Regions from separate parts of the Gossypium raimondii genome. Here region 2 is linked to region 1. The links are chromatin contacts, called in public Hi-C maps. All regions are on one chromosome and are shown on one strand. The core of a region is the stretch at or near the end of the contact, and the rest is flanking DNA. Distances in the headings are between cores, read along the strand shown. Region 1 holds the start of LOC105794762. Region 2 holds the start of LOC105794765 (pentatricopeptide repeat-containing protein At2g13600).

Region 1 (7,067 bases), core at 2,818-5,317:
ATGGTAATAAATGTTTGTAATTTATGTCTGTTTGATCGATAAGCTTCGGTAATACTCCGAAATCCTATTCTGGCGACGGATGTGGGTTAGGGGTGTTACATTTCTCTCTTCCTTTTTAATTTTTAGAAAAGTTTGTAGAAGTTCTAAAATCCCTATTCACCCCTATTGGTTTTTCAAGCCTAATAGTAGTGTTACCAGTTGTTGCAACTTGAAGAGTTATGTTCTTCTCACATTTGGATATGTTCTTAAATTCAACAAGGTTTATTTCAAAGTTTTACAATAACTTTATAATTTCATCAATGTATATACTATTTATACCTTTAGCCTCTTCAATTGCAGTCACTTTGATGAAAAATCTCCCAAGTAGAGATTTAAGAACTTTTTTTCACCAAATTTGAGTTTGAATATTCATTACCCAATGCAAAGACCTAATTTGATAGATCACATAACTTCCCATAAAACTCACCAAGAATTTCACTTTGTTGTATTTTAAGTGTCTCAAATTTGGTGGTTAGCATTTGCAATTTCTATTACTTAGTGGTGTTGGTTCCTTCATGGGTTGTTTCGAGAATATCCCAAGCTTTTTTAGGTATTATACACTTGAAGATCCTCTTGAATTCTTCATCATCAACTGCACAAAAATGGCATTCAAGGCCTTGGAATTTGCATTGGCTAGCTTCTCTTCTTTAGTAGTATAAATGAGTTCAGATTTAGGAGTTTTAACTTTAGAAACATTAATTGTAGGACGTTCTCATCTAATGATAACAACACATCAATCGTTTTCATCTATAGACTTTATCAAGGCTTTATCCTTGTCTTCCAGTATGCGTAGTTGGATCCATTCAACATAGGGGTTGTGAAACTAAAGAGCCTTTCATTGTTAACAAAAATCAACACTAGTATCACCACTTACTACGTAAAATGTCAAACTCTAATGCCAATTTGAAGAAAACAATTATTTTTTGTGAGTTGATATGTTGGCATATATATGAGCAATTATAATTGAAGCAACTAACAAGTAAAGAACAATAACGCCAAAAGTTTGGTTATGTAGTTTGGTTTCCACCTACATCTATGGGGCCTTGCTTAGAGAACTAATCCATTATCTTCAAACACGTACAAATGATGATTTAAGTTCTACCACTCACCATGTAGCAACCTAACATTCATACAAAGATCTAGATCACTCTCCACTAAGTTTTCTCCTTGAAAACTCAGTTGTAGAACCAAGTGACTCACTTGTATTTTACTTACAAAAATATACTCATAAGATGGTTCCTAAAAGAATAATATAAAGTGCTAACTCTCTCGTACATATAAACTAAATAAGCGTACAATTCATATATGAGATTTAGCTTGCTAAGGTACATATCAATTACAATTAAGGTTCAAATAAGTGTTGAGGTTTTTAATCTATTCTTCAATTAACTCGATCTAGTCTCCACAAAACAAGGAACTTTATTTATATGATATAATTGAATCTAATCCTTTGTCGTTTGTTTCCCCAAAAATTCAAGCTTCAAAGATGGCCCAAGAATACTTCCACTAGATTACAAAATCAAGGTCCAAACAATTTTGGTTCAAAAGATTGCCAACTCCAAATATAATAAGCTATGATTTTAACCTAGCTACAACTTAAGTTTCAATGCTTTTGTAGCTGGAACCATAATTGCTCCATCACAACCAAAGCCTCATTTAATTTTTATATTAATTTTTAACAAATATATTGTTACATAGATTTTTTTTCCTCCACATTATGAATGTGCCATAATTTAATATTACATAAGGTAAAAAAGGGTGACACATACCCTTAACATCTTTAGGTATATTAGATTATCTTGTTCAATTCATTTTGTTAGAATGTAAGGTTTTGCTATTTGATTGAAGAAGTCGAATATTATGTAGAAACATATTTTGCCATATTGTTGTTAATCATTATAAACATAAAAAGATATTAAATTATGTTGAGGTTAAAAATAATTAAATAATATAAAAATATTATTTTTTCTCAACTAATAAATAGTTAAATAATGTAAAATTACTTATATTAACATTAATTAAAATTAAATTAATGTAGTCGGCAGTATAATAAACAAAATTTAAGTTTTTTAATTGATAATAATAGACAAAACTCACTTATAATAAATAAATGAATATAGTTAAAACATTACCAGAAAAAAATATTAAAAAATGAGAGAGTTTGAATCATTAATATTTATTATTTTTCACACGAGTTTTAGTGAAATTGACTCAAGCTCATTAAGAAGGAGGAGAAAATGTCATAGTCAAAGCAAGATTAGGCAAGTAGCGTGCAATATTGAAATTATCCTTGTATCATTGAAATTTGTTTGATAAATTTTAGTTTTAAATTTCTTTTATTTTAATCATATAATTAATGTTTAAAAATAGGATAAATATACGTTTGCTCCTCCCCAAAGCTTTCTTTTAATTTGATTTTTATAAAATTTTAATTTTTAATAATAAATTTAATAACATTTATTTCGTTTAATTTGGTAAACTAATACAATGTATATTTAAATATTAATTTGGTAAAATAATTAATGTTTAAATAATTACAATATTTAATACATATTTAACATTTAACTTATTTTGTTTTTTTTCTAAATGTAAATTTGTTGATCAAAATTATTTCAAATTTAAAAAATTACATTATTTAAAGTAGGTCTTCAAAATTATCTCAAATTTAAAAATACATTATTTAAACAAACCCGACCCTACTTCCAACATATCTACTTTATATAAATATCTAAACTCCTCTTATCAATATTTCTATTACCAACTCAATGTAATCTATGAACCAAGCTTGACTAATCCAAACTATCGCAAATATATATATATATATATATATATATAAAATGCACGTGTGAATTTTTCTAAATTCCGTGTAAAATTAAAATTTTCCATTACTAGTTTTAAAATGAACCCTTAAATTAAAGACATCCAAATTATCTTGATTTACCTTATGATAAAAAAACAAAAACAAAAAATTGTTTATTTCATTCTCCAACTATATAAAAATATGAAGAGAAATAAAGTTTTAAATAAACATATATGTAACTGATTTATAATTTTAGAGATTCTAATATATTACTACTGTACATTATAAATAAAAATACATACAAATTTTATTTTTAAATAAGATTTGGTATGAGATAAATATGTAAAATATATATAGTGTCATTAAGCAGAACGAAAATGGTTATAGATTCTAAAAAGTAGAATAAAATTTATTACATATGTCACTAGAGTCATCTTGATATTATGCTCCAATGGATTAGTATTGTAATTTACATTGACCTCAAATTTTGGAGTTTTAATATCATTATTATAAAGGATTAACATTATTTATTCCTTTTGAAAAAGGTATTAATCGTAGATGTTTTCTTTTTCATCTATAAAAGGTTAAATATACGTTTATATATTAATTATTAACGTGTAACTGTAACCTATCAAATAAAGTATATAAACAAAGGGTTTAAAAAGGGACTACAATAGAAAACTAAATTTTAGTAAGAAAACATATAGAAAATTGAACACATATGTTCAGATTTAAAAGTTGAATAACAAAAACACAGATTTTGATAAATAAAAAGAAAACAAACAATTTTACCTTTTAATACCGATTGAGTGCTAGTATGCCAGAGAAAAAAACATACCAAGTGTATATCAATTTAAGAAGGGCAAATTGATAAGCCTACATCAAAATTTTAAAAAATGAAGATGGCCTAATTTGTGTAATTTTAAAATTGAAAGGGATCTAAGAGGTATTTAACCCCCCAAAAGATAGAGGAAAGGTTCAATTTGTCTAATTTTGATTTTGTCAGGGAGCTAAAAGGATTTTAACCCAAAAAACTTGGAGGCCATCCATTTTCGCTCCATAAGGGGTGAACTTTGAGACGGGCAGATTTTTTCTTTACATTATAATCATTGCATTTGCATGTTATATATAATTATTAAAAAAATAATGTATATTTTTTAAAGAATTACATTTCACTATTTAGTTGATTTTAAAAACAAATAGTAAAAATCAACATTCCTGCTAATTATTCGTCTCTCCGCGTAGTTCCGTACCTGGTCATCAACCGCCAACTGAACTATCAACTCCCGGTCTCAGTACCAGTATCAGCACTTTTATTTTATTTATTTCTTAATCAATAATTTACCTACCCGCCGCAGCCTACCCTACGCCGACAACCATTTAAGCTGTAGGTTTTAATCACCTTCCTCACTATGGATTCAACCTTCTTCTCATTTCTCTAACAACCAAAAAAGTTGGAAAAAAATGGCTACTCATAATCTTGCTGTTATCCTCAAAAACCCGTCAAACGACGCTGAATTCCTCCTCCTTAAGCAAACTCCACCGCCTAAATTCAGCGAAGACCAGTACGATTCTTATGTGGATTCTGATCTCTGGGACCTTCCTTCCACGCTTCTCAACCTTCAACACGATCACTCCTACTCTGGGATTGTTATCCAGGGCGCCCAGTCCTCTCACAACATTGATTTGACTAAATTTGATGTCCAACTTGCTCTTACTGGGGTCAATTTTATTTCCTTTTTAAATAAATAATTTCATTTTCGAGTTTCTGTTATCTGATGGTGGTTAATTGGTTATTCTTTCTAGGTGCTGGAAAAATTGGGTTTAACGGTGAATGATGTAGGGGAGTGGAGTTTGTTCAAGTATGTGGAGGAAGCTGAGTTCGGGCCTGAGTTTCCAGTTAATACTGTGTTTATTATGGGCAATTTGTTGGACGGAAATCAAAATTGTCAAGGTATGTTTATTGTACTCGTTCATCAAGCTAAATATAGTTGGTTTAAATTTGTATTGGCTAATTCTTCTAGAATCTCGATGCTTATTTCTAAAAATGCATAAGAGAAGTTATTGGGTGAAAAAATAAAGTGGAGATTTTTAATTCCTAGATTAACTTGATCTACAAAGGGCTTCAGGTGAGAGTTTGTTAAAGTTGTAATATTGATCAAATTGGGGCTCGCCAAAAAGAGGGCAGGTTTTATCTTTAATTGTTACCAAAAGCTTATTAGCTATGAAGCTCGGACACACGCCGGAAAGTCCCTCGTACCTATCTCAACACGTTATCCGACATGGACATGCCGGAATACCTACCGGACACATCAAAATACGGAAAAAAATAAAAAAATCAGATACGGCAAGACACACAAGGACACGGGATTTTGGTGGTTGAAAATAGTTGAAAACATCATAATAGTGATAGAAAATCTCTGTTTGAAACCTAGATCTAGACTTTATTGTTAAGATTTTCTAGACTCTAATCTGGTGCATGTGATTAGGAAGTTCGGAGAGATATAATGAGGGTATTTTACAATATTTCGACACCATTGACAGCGGCTGGAGTGGCAGTGGTGACCCTGTTCTGTATCGTGTTGTACCCGTATTGTGTGTCTGTGTCTGTGCTTCATAGCTTATTAGAATGTTATTGTTCAAACCCTATGGGTTATGATTTTGTTGATTCTGTCACCAGAATATGCTGTAGCACAAGCAACTTATTGTTAGAAATGCTCCATTACTTGTTCAGGGCTGTGTAAGTGGATGTCTACTGAAAGCTGTCTTACCTGGCTTCTGGAGGTGAAACCTTGTAGTGATCGTGTAGGGCCTTTGGTAGTTTTTGCTCTTATAAATGACTCATTGCAGTCAGCTGCACGGACATTACCACCCACGTTGCGTTATCAGGTTTGCTGTCTTTCGAGTGACTAACTGATAATGATCTATCACAGCATGCTGCATTAGCCATAAGGAAGAATGTGGTCTAGACATTAACAATTTTAGGGGTGTTTATGACCAAATTTTATGAAAGTATAACTTCTAAGGGCAGTAGATTGATTCTTAATTCCCTATTATTAGAAATCCATCTCTTTGTTTTCATGCTTCGATGAAGTTTGCTCCAGAAAGGCGAGTTACTGGAGAGATGATTAGGCTGTGCTTCTTAATTTTTCAAAGTGAAAATATGAATATGAAAGTCCACTGCCTACTTCTAGCAAATGAAGATTCTATTGGCAAAGAATCTTTAAGTACTACTTTTAAGATTGCAGATTTTTAGCCTCTGATGTCCAGTTGGCTTGAAGAGTTTTTCTGGAAGTTTAAGGTCTGCTTTTCTGGGCACGTATTTTCATAATTTTCAACTTATAATACACTTTTAGCAAGTACGAATTTGAAGTGTACAGAATTGATGTTTAACTGCTAGTGTGCTGCTAGATACAGGTAGTTCCTAGCGCTTGTAACAATATAAGTCTATAAGACTATGAATGGAGTTGTTTATTCTCTGCTATGTACATCATCCTAGAAATAAAAATTGATTTATTTCTCATCTATGTGCATACATTTTGGGTTGCCCTTTATCAGAGTTTTTATTGATCGTATGACGTGTATTCGTCATAATTTCTGGAATTTTTAAGGAAGAATTCCTTTATGAATGTAAAGGCTGTCAGCCTCGTTTTTTTTAACATCTTTCATTAAGTCTCCATAGGAATCCTTTCTTAATGCTTGCGTCTTGGAACATATATATATTATATGCATATGCATATACGTATACATATATGTATACCTTTATGTACACATATACATATAAAATAGGATTTGGCTTAAGATTGTCCATCTTATTTTACTTGGAGAAAAAGGATTGACATTTTTAATTGTCGTGATTACTTGAATTTAGAATTTAGCATTAAAATGTCTTTGTGGACTGAGATTTATTCTTTCAGGAGTATCCTCCTGGAGTTGTAATTCTACCTATGCGAAGTAAAACAAGGAAGCCCTTCCTTACAACGAACTTGGTAATATTTGCACCTAAACAAGTTTCAGATACAGTTGGGGATTGCAGCTTTGTTGCTCATGGAGATGCATTGATTGTGGATCCAGGATGCCGACATGAGTACCATGAAGAGGTATGAAAAACCTATTTGTTAGCATGAGTTTTCCCGTGCTTCCTTGAACAAACTAATTTCATTATGAGCTGCATTCTGCTATGTCAGAGTTATAGTTTCAGTATGTTGTCCAAGTTAACACCTCACTT
Region 2 (7,067 bases), core at 2,393-4,892, 150 kb before region 1:
GAAAGTCTTTAGTGGAGTGGATAGTTGTTTCTGTTTCTGAACTACATCGTGAATATATACTGTTTGAAGCAACTCGCTTAGCATGTAGGTTCTCCATTGTCAAACAAAATTTTGTACAAATCGCCAAACCGTAATCTTGATTTTGCTTGGGATATGTAATAACCATAATTTAGCATAGAATGCTTGTATAATAGGGCTATGAACATTGTGTATTTGATTACCATTTCAAATAAAAAATTTGTAGCCACCCTTTAACAGTGTATCTCAGTATTCTCCAAATTCCACACCAAAGTGTCCCTCATCTCTTGTTCAACCAAAGGATTTCTCATGAGGTGTTGTGCTTCCTGGCTATCAAACAAGGTATTGATTAGATCCCTATTCCAAGAATGCGTGTCTTGTTCAATCAATTTCGATACCATTTCAACATTATTCATAACTCTTGACATTTGAAATTTGCAGGTTTCAGTTCTTGTCCTCCCAGATTGCAATATTTCAACCGTTGCCAACTCGCTATTGTATCCTTGCATCCAAGCTTTTTGCACCAGGTAAGAGATATGTTTGTTCCTAACCTTGCATTGACAAAATTCGTAGTTGGATAATACTTTGTGCGTAGAACTTTAGTTGTTAACGGCGAAGGGTTACTTTTAAATAAAAAAAATACGAGGCATAAATTTTGCATTTGTTGCAACATTTTTTGGGTCAATCATTTGTTTCAACACAATAGCTAATCCGAGCAATCACTAATTACATGTAAACCTGGAGTATAGTTGAAACTTTTTTAGGAGATTATAACTTTTGTTGTTCATTAACTAATAAGAAATGGTCAATCTTTCAAGAATATAGCTTGTTCTCACCACAACTTAAAGCAAGTCTTCAAAGGTAATTGTGCCTAAAAGTGATTTAGTTCTTTGTTTTGTTTGCTTCTTTAGAGTAATATCCCATGGAAGCATTAGATTGAGCTGAGTTTGTCCTATTTTATGCACTCACTTAAGGTCGTGTCGTTGAATGCCCTTCAATTGTACGAAGATTACTACATTTTGGGAACGATGCACTCATAATAGGGAACTGTTCACATTTTGAATTACAAAATGTCTAACTCTCTCTGACAGTTTAACAATCATACAAGGAAGCATGGCGTCTATGAAACCAAGTGGAGTAGCAGAAGATGGGAGAGAAACTAAACCAATAAAATGCAATGAATGCAAAAATTTGAATAAAAACCATTTTGACGATAATCATTAAGAATATATTCTATCAACCAACCGCCGCACTAGTGGCAAGCTCTTCGTGAGCTTCTTCATCACCAGCATCTGGTAGATACCCAGCTCGTTTCATCTGTTTAATGAGGGCATTCAAGACTGAATAGATTGCCTTCCTCTGAGGATGTTTTTTATCTTTCACCATGAAAACACTTACATGACCCTGTACCTCAATCCAGCTACAACCAGGTTGCTTGATTACTCCCCGTTTCCTCATCAACTTCCTTACTCTAACAACATCTCCCCATTTCCCAAGCTCGGCATACATGTTTGAGAGAAGAACATAAGGTCCGGAGTTGCTAGGATCAATTTCTAATATCTTCTCTGTTACATACTTTCCTAACCTAATATTATGATGTACTTTACAAGCACCGAGCAGAGATCCCCAGACAACAGCGTCAGGCTTCATTGGCATTGTCTCTATTAGATTCTTTGCTTCATCGAGGCAACCAGCTCGACCAAGTAAATCAACCATGCATGTATAGTGGTCCTTCAATGGTACTAAACCATGTTCCCTGCTCATAGATGAGAAATGATGTCGCCCCTCTTCAACTAACCCAGCATGACTACAAGCACAAAGAACACCAATCATAGTGACATGGTCTGGTTTCTCACCAGATGCCAACATGTTCTTGAACAGCTCAAGAGCCTTATTTCCATAACCATTTTGTGCATATCCTACTATCATGGCATTCCATGATACCCAATCCCTTTCCATCATAGTTTTGAAAACCAGGTTAGCATCTTCAACTGATCCACATTTCATGTACATGTCTATGAGAGAGTTGCCAACAAAAATATCAGATTCTTCTCCAAACTGAAAGCGGAAACCATGCTTCAAAACATGTGTGTGAGCCTGCCTTCCAAGCTGCAAATCAGTGAGATTAGCACAGGCATTCAGTAGATTGCCAAACGTGTAATGTGTTGGGCAAACAGATTCTCTCTTTAAGAGACGAAAAAGTCTAAGAGCCTCTTCATTCTCCCCATTTTGTGTATACCCGGCAATTAGCGCATTCCAAGACACTATGTTCCTCTCCATCATCTTTGCAAACATTAATCTCGCAGTTCTCACACTGGCTACCTTCGCATACCCACTTACCATTGAGGTTTCAGACACTACATTCCTAACTGGCATCCTATCAAAAATACATCTAGCTTCATTGATTTTATTGCATTTTGCATACATATCAACCAATGCATTTCCCAGGACAAGATCATCCCTCAATTTATTGCATTTCACAACACGAGCATGAATCTGCTTGCCTGACTTGATTGCCGACAAGCTAGCGCAAGCACTAACCACACTGGCATATGTGAGTTCATCTGGTTCAATTCCACAATCCATCATCCTCAAGAAAACCTGAAGAGCTGCACTAGCTGGACCATTTTGCTCATAACAAGTGATCAAACTATTCCAAGAGACTCTATTCCTCTCACTCATATCATCGAAAGCTCTCTGGCCGCAGCTGACACTCCCACATTTTCCATACATATCAACAAGAGCCGAGCCCATATAAACATTGGAAAAGAACCTAGTTTTTGCGATTAAAGCATGGATTTGAGCACCGATTTTAATGTTTTTCAACCCAGAACAAGCGCTAAGAGTACTACCAAACGAGTATTCGTTAAGCACAAAGTCCTCTCTATGCATCCTAACAAAATAGAAAAGAGCCTCTCCGAATCTATCTTGCTGAGCAAACCCTGAAATGATGGAATTCCAAGAGCACTGATCATGCTCAGGCATGGAATCAAAAAACCCTGCTGCCTCATCAACGTAACCCAATTTCGTCAATACAGATATGACCGAGTTCCAAGAAAAAATGTTTCTTTGAGGCATTCTGTTAAACACCTTCCCGGCATCCTCCAAGGAGCCACATCTGCCGTAGGCATCGATAAGCCTGTTTAGGATATAAGTCTCAGACGCAAAATTAGATTTGATTATCCGAACATGTAACCGACGTATATCAAGGAGAGACTTGGATTGGATGTAGGAACCCAAAAGCTTAGCAAAAGGAGAAGAGTCGGGCAGTGAAAGATCACCCACAATTTGTTTGTGCAATCCAAGTTTCGCCATTCCATTATCCTGGAAGAAACAAAGTTGGTGGGCATTGCTCTTTTGCTACGGTTTTTGCATCTCCCTTAGCATTTGGCTGCAAACTGAGATGTTTCTAACTCAGTAATGGAAGGAAAATAGAAGTGATGCCAATAGTTTTTTTTTTTTTTTCAAAATTTCTAGTTATGGAAAAGATTTCAATGACAATAACGAGTCAACTCTCCGACAACGAGACGCGAAGTAAGTGGAGAGCCGGATTCTAATACCTGAGCAGCAGTGACCTTTGAAATGTGATTAAACAGTGTTTCTTTTTTGGGTAGAAATTCTACCGGTTGTTGGGCTTCAGAGCTCACAAAACATGCGAAGCTCTTAATCCTGTTCCTAACCATCTTAACTAGAGGTGTTGATTGGTTTGGGATGAGTTTGAACTGGGCTTGGGTTAGGTCCAAATAAAAATTAAGCCCGTTTATTAAGCTTATGCCCGGCCTAAAAAGTTGGTTTAAATTTTTGTTTAAATTCGACCCGGATAAAAATATTAAAATTGGAGCTCAGCCTAGCCCGCCTATATTAAATTTTTATATTATTTTTTTATATAAATTTTAAATATATATAATATATCAAAAATACTAAAAATATCAAAAATAAATATTTCCCAACAAATTGAAAATAAATTTTAAAAAATATGTATACTTAAATGAGATTAAGATAGATGCAACTTAACAAGCAAATGCCTCTAAAATAATAACAAAATTAATTATAAAACAAGTTTTATACAATATCCAAACAATAACAACAAAATAGTAGCAACATAATAGTAAAATGGTAGCAAAATAAGGAGAAAACAATAAAAAAATTAAAAAAACAAAAAAAAAGATTTTTTTATACTTTAGTAAATTTAGGTCGGGCCAGGCTGGGTCTGGTCAAAATATACCTTACCCGAGGTCGCACTCATTTTTTTAATTGAGTCTTATTTTTTTTGTACAAGCCCGTTTTCGGGCCTATATTTTTTCCCAAACCCATCCACATTTCGGGCAGGCCTTTGGGACGGGTCAGATGGCTCGACCCATGAACAGGTCTAATCTTAAGTTGAAACCATCTGAATTTGATAATGTTTGAACCGGTAACATATCTGAGCTCGAGATAAATTCGATTCAAAGCTCGAGAAAGTCTGACTTTATAAATCAACAACCATAATAAACATTAATAATTAATATAATTTTATGATATTATTTAAAATATAAATAAATGATAATTTTTTTTAAATGTATTTATAAACCTTGCATATTTATATCAAAATATGATTAATGGGAAAAATTAATTAGTAATAATTTTTATGTTAAATTATAAGATGGAATAAATTTTAAAAACATTAATTTAACATAAAATATTTTAATATTATAATTATACATGTATAATAAATATATAAAATTAATAATTATTAAAATCTATAAATTAAACATTAATGATAATATAATAATATATTATATAACTATTCTTGAAATCGATTACTTAACCTTAAACCGATATATTAAATTAGTATATTACTAGTACATAAAATAATATTATAATATATAGCTATTACTAAACATATTAATACATATACAACTATTATAATATAAATTATAATAATACTACATGATATTATAATGTTTAATCATCAATGCATATATATATAACTATTGCTATATTATATACTATATGATATGATATAGCATTATATAATATAATAGGAGGCTAACTTCCAAATGTAAAAAATATAAAGACTTAGAGAATATTCCAACTAGTATAATAATAAACAATAATATATAATAAGTAATATATAATGTACTACTATTATATATAACTATTATTATAATATAGATTATAATAATAGTTATAGTACATGATATTATAATGTTTAGTCTTTTATGCACATATATATAAACTATTAATATATTATATACTATATGATATGATATAGCATTATATAATATAGTAAGAGAGCTAACTTTCAAATTTACTAAAATATAGGATTTAGAGCATTTTTAATCAGTATAATAACAAACAATAATATATAGGCTTATATGTGAAAAAAATCCCTTAAAAATGCAAAAATCAATTAAGCTCCTATATTAAATTCGCACCCAATTAATAACTAAAATAATCAATTAAACCTCTCTGTTAACAGTTTTCGTCATTGACCATGTTGATCGTTAAAATAAATAAGTTGACCAATCAGTTGGTGACACGTGATAGCTTTTGGTTTAATATAATATTTTTCTCAAAAATAATAAAAAATAAAAAATTTAAATATTATTAAATATTAAAAAATTTAAATATATATCAGAATTGATATACACTTATAAAATTATAAAAAAAATTAAAATTCTAATAAATTATTAAAAAAACTATAACATTAATAAAACATATTTAAAATACTATAAAAATATTTAAATTGATATAAAATTATAAAAAAATCATAAAAACTTGGACTGGACTGAATCAGTCGGTTGGACCGGTTAGACCAAAATTTACAAGGGTATCGATCCAGAAAAAACCATTATTGAGAACTAGACAGTTGAACCAATTTTTTAATATTTTTTATTTTTTATTTTTAATTTAATTGAATTGGACGGATCAGTCAAACAGGCAAACTAGTGGCCTGATTAGTTCGACCACTGGTTCGGTTCTGAAAACCTTGATTAGAATATTTCATTATGACATATGCTAATAGTTGGATAAAAAAAATTTTGGTTTGATAAAATATTAAAAAATAAAAAATTGGTTCTATCGTCGGGTTCCCAGATCAGCCGGTCTAATGGCTTTCTTTGGACCAGTATCGTTGTCAATTTCGGGCTAACCGGTCTAGTTCAAGTTTTTATGATTTTTTTATAATTTTTATAAGTCTATATAAATTTTAATTTTTAATTTTTTAATAATTCTAATACTTTTTAAATTTTAAATATTTTAAATAATTTTATTATTTTTATAATTTATTAGATTTTTTATATTTTTATAATATTTATAAGTTTTATATTTTTTTATAATTTTAATAAGTTCATATAAATTTTAATGGTTTTAAAGGTTTTAATATTTAATATTATTTATATTATTTTTTTTATTTTTATAATTTTTATAATTTTTTCTGATTTTAATCATTTTATGAGAAAAATATTAGATTAAACAAGAAGTTGCCATGTGTCACCATCTGATCGGCTCATCAATTTATTTTAATGGTCAACATGGTTAATGATGAAAATCATTAATAGAAGGGCTTAATTGATTATTTTGGTTAATGACAGGGGCTTAATTGGATGCGAATTTAATACAGAGGCTTAATTGATTTTTTTTGTATTTTCTTAAGGGTTTTTTTACATATAAGCCTAATATATAATAATAATTAATATATAATGTAGTATTATTATATATAACAATTATTATAGTATAGATTATAATAAAAATATAATATTACATGATATTATAATATTTAATCATTGATGCATATACATCAATAGTAAGAGGGCTAACTTTCAAGTGTAGAAAAAGTATAGGGACTTAAATTATATTTCAACTTGTATAATAAACAATAATAAATGATAATAATTAATATATTATGTACTACTCTACTATTATTGTTTGTGATATAGCAAATATTGTGTAAAAAAGATGATGAGAAAGAAAGGAAGAAGAATGTAACACCCCAAACCCGGCCTAGACGTTATGGTAGAATTCAGAGGTGTCACAAAGAAGGGTTTTGAAAATTGAGTCGTTTCGTC

The links. A called contact is a pair of places that touch in the nucleus more often than the background predicts.
Region 2: a Hi-C map of leaf shows a contact between it and region 1, with 3 times the contacts expected there. The contact joins the promoter of LOC105794765 here to the promoter of LOC105794762 in region 1. A contact is called at or near these places in 2 of 2 Hi-C or Micro-C datasets (both in leaf).

Annotation. Positions count from the first base shown.
Region 1 is chr3:54,889,122-54,896,188 of ASM2569854v1, reverse strand. LOC105794762 reads left to right here and starts at 4,067. Exons shown (of 12, transcript XM_012624068.2): 1 at 4,067-4,561; 2 at 4,646-4,793; 3 at 5,574-5,728; 4 at 6,757-6,939. The coding sequence starts at 4,304.
Region 2 is chr3:55,034,461-55,041,527 of ASM2569854v1, reverse strand. LOC105794765 (pentatricopeptide repeat-containing protein At2g13600) reads right to left here and starts at 3,642. Exons shown (of 2, transcript XM_012624071.2): 1 at 3,579-3,642; 2 at 1,059-3,416. The coding sequence starts at 3,333. The coding sequence ends at 1,255.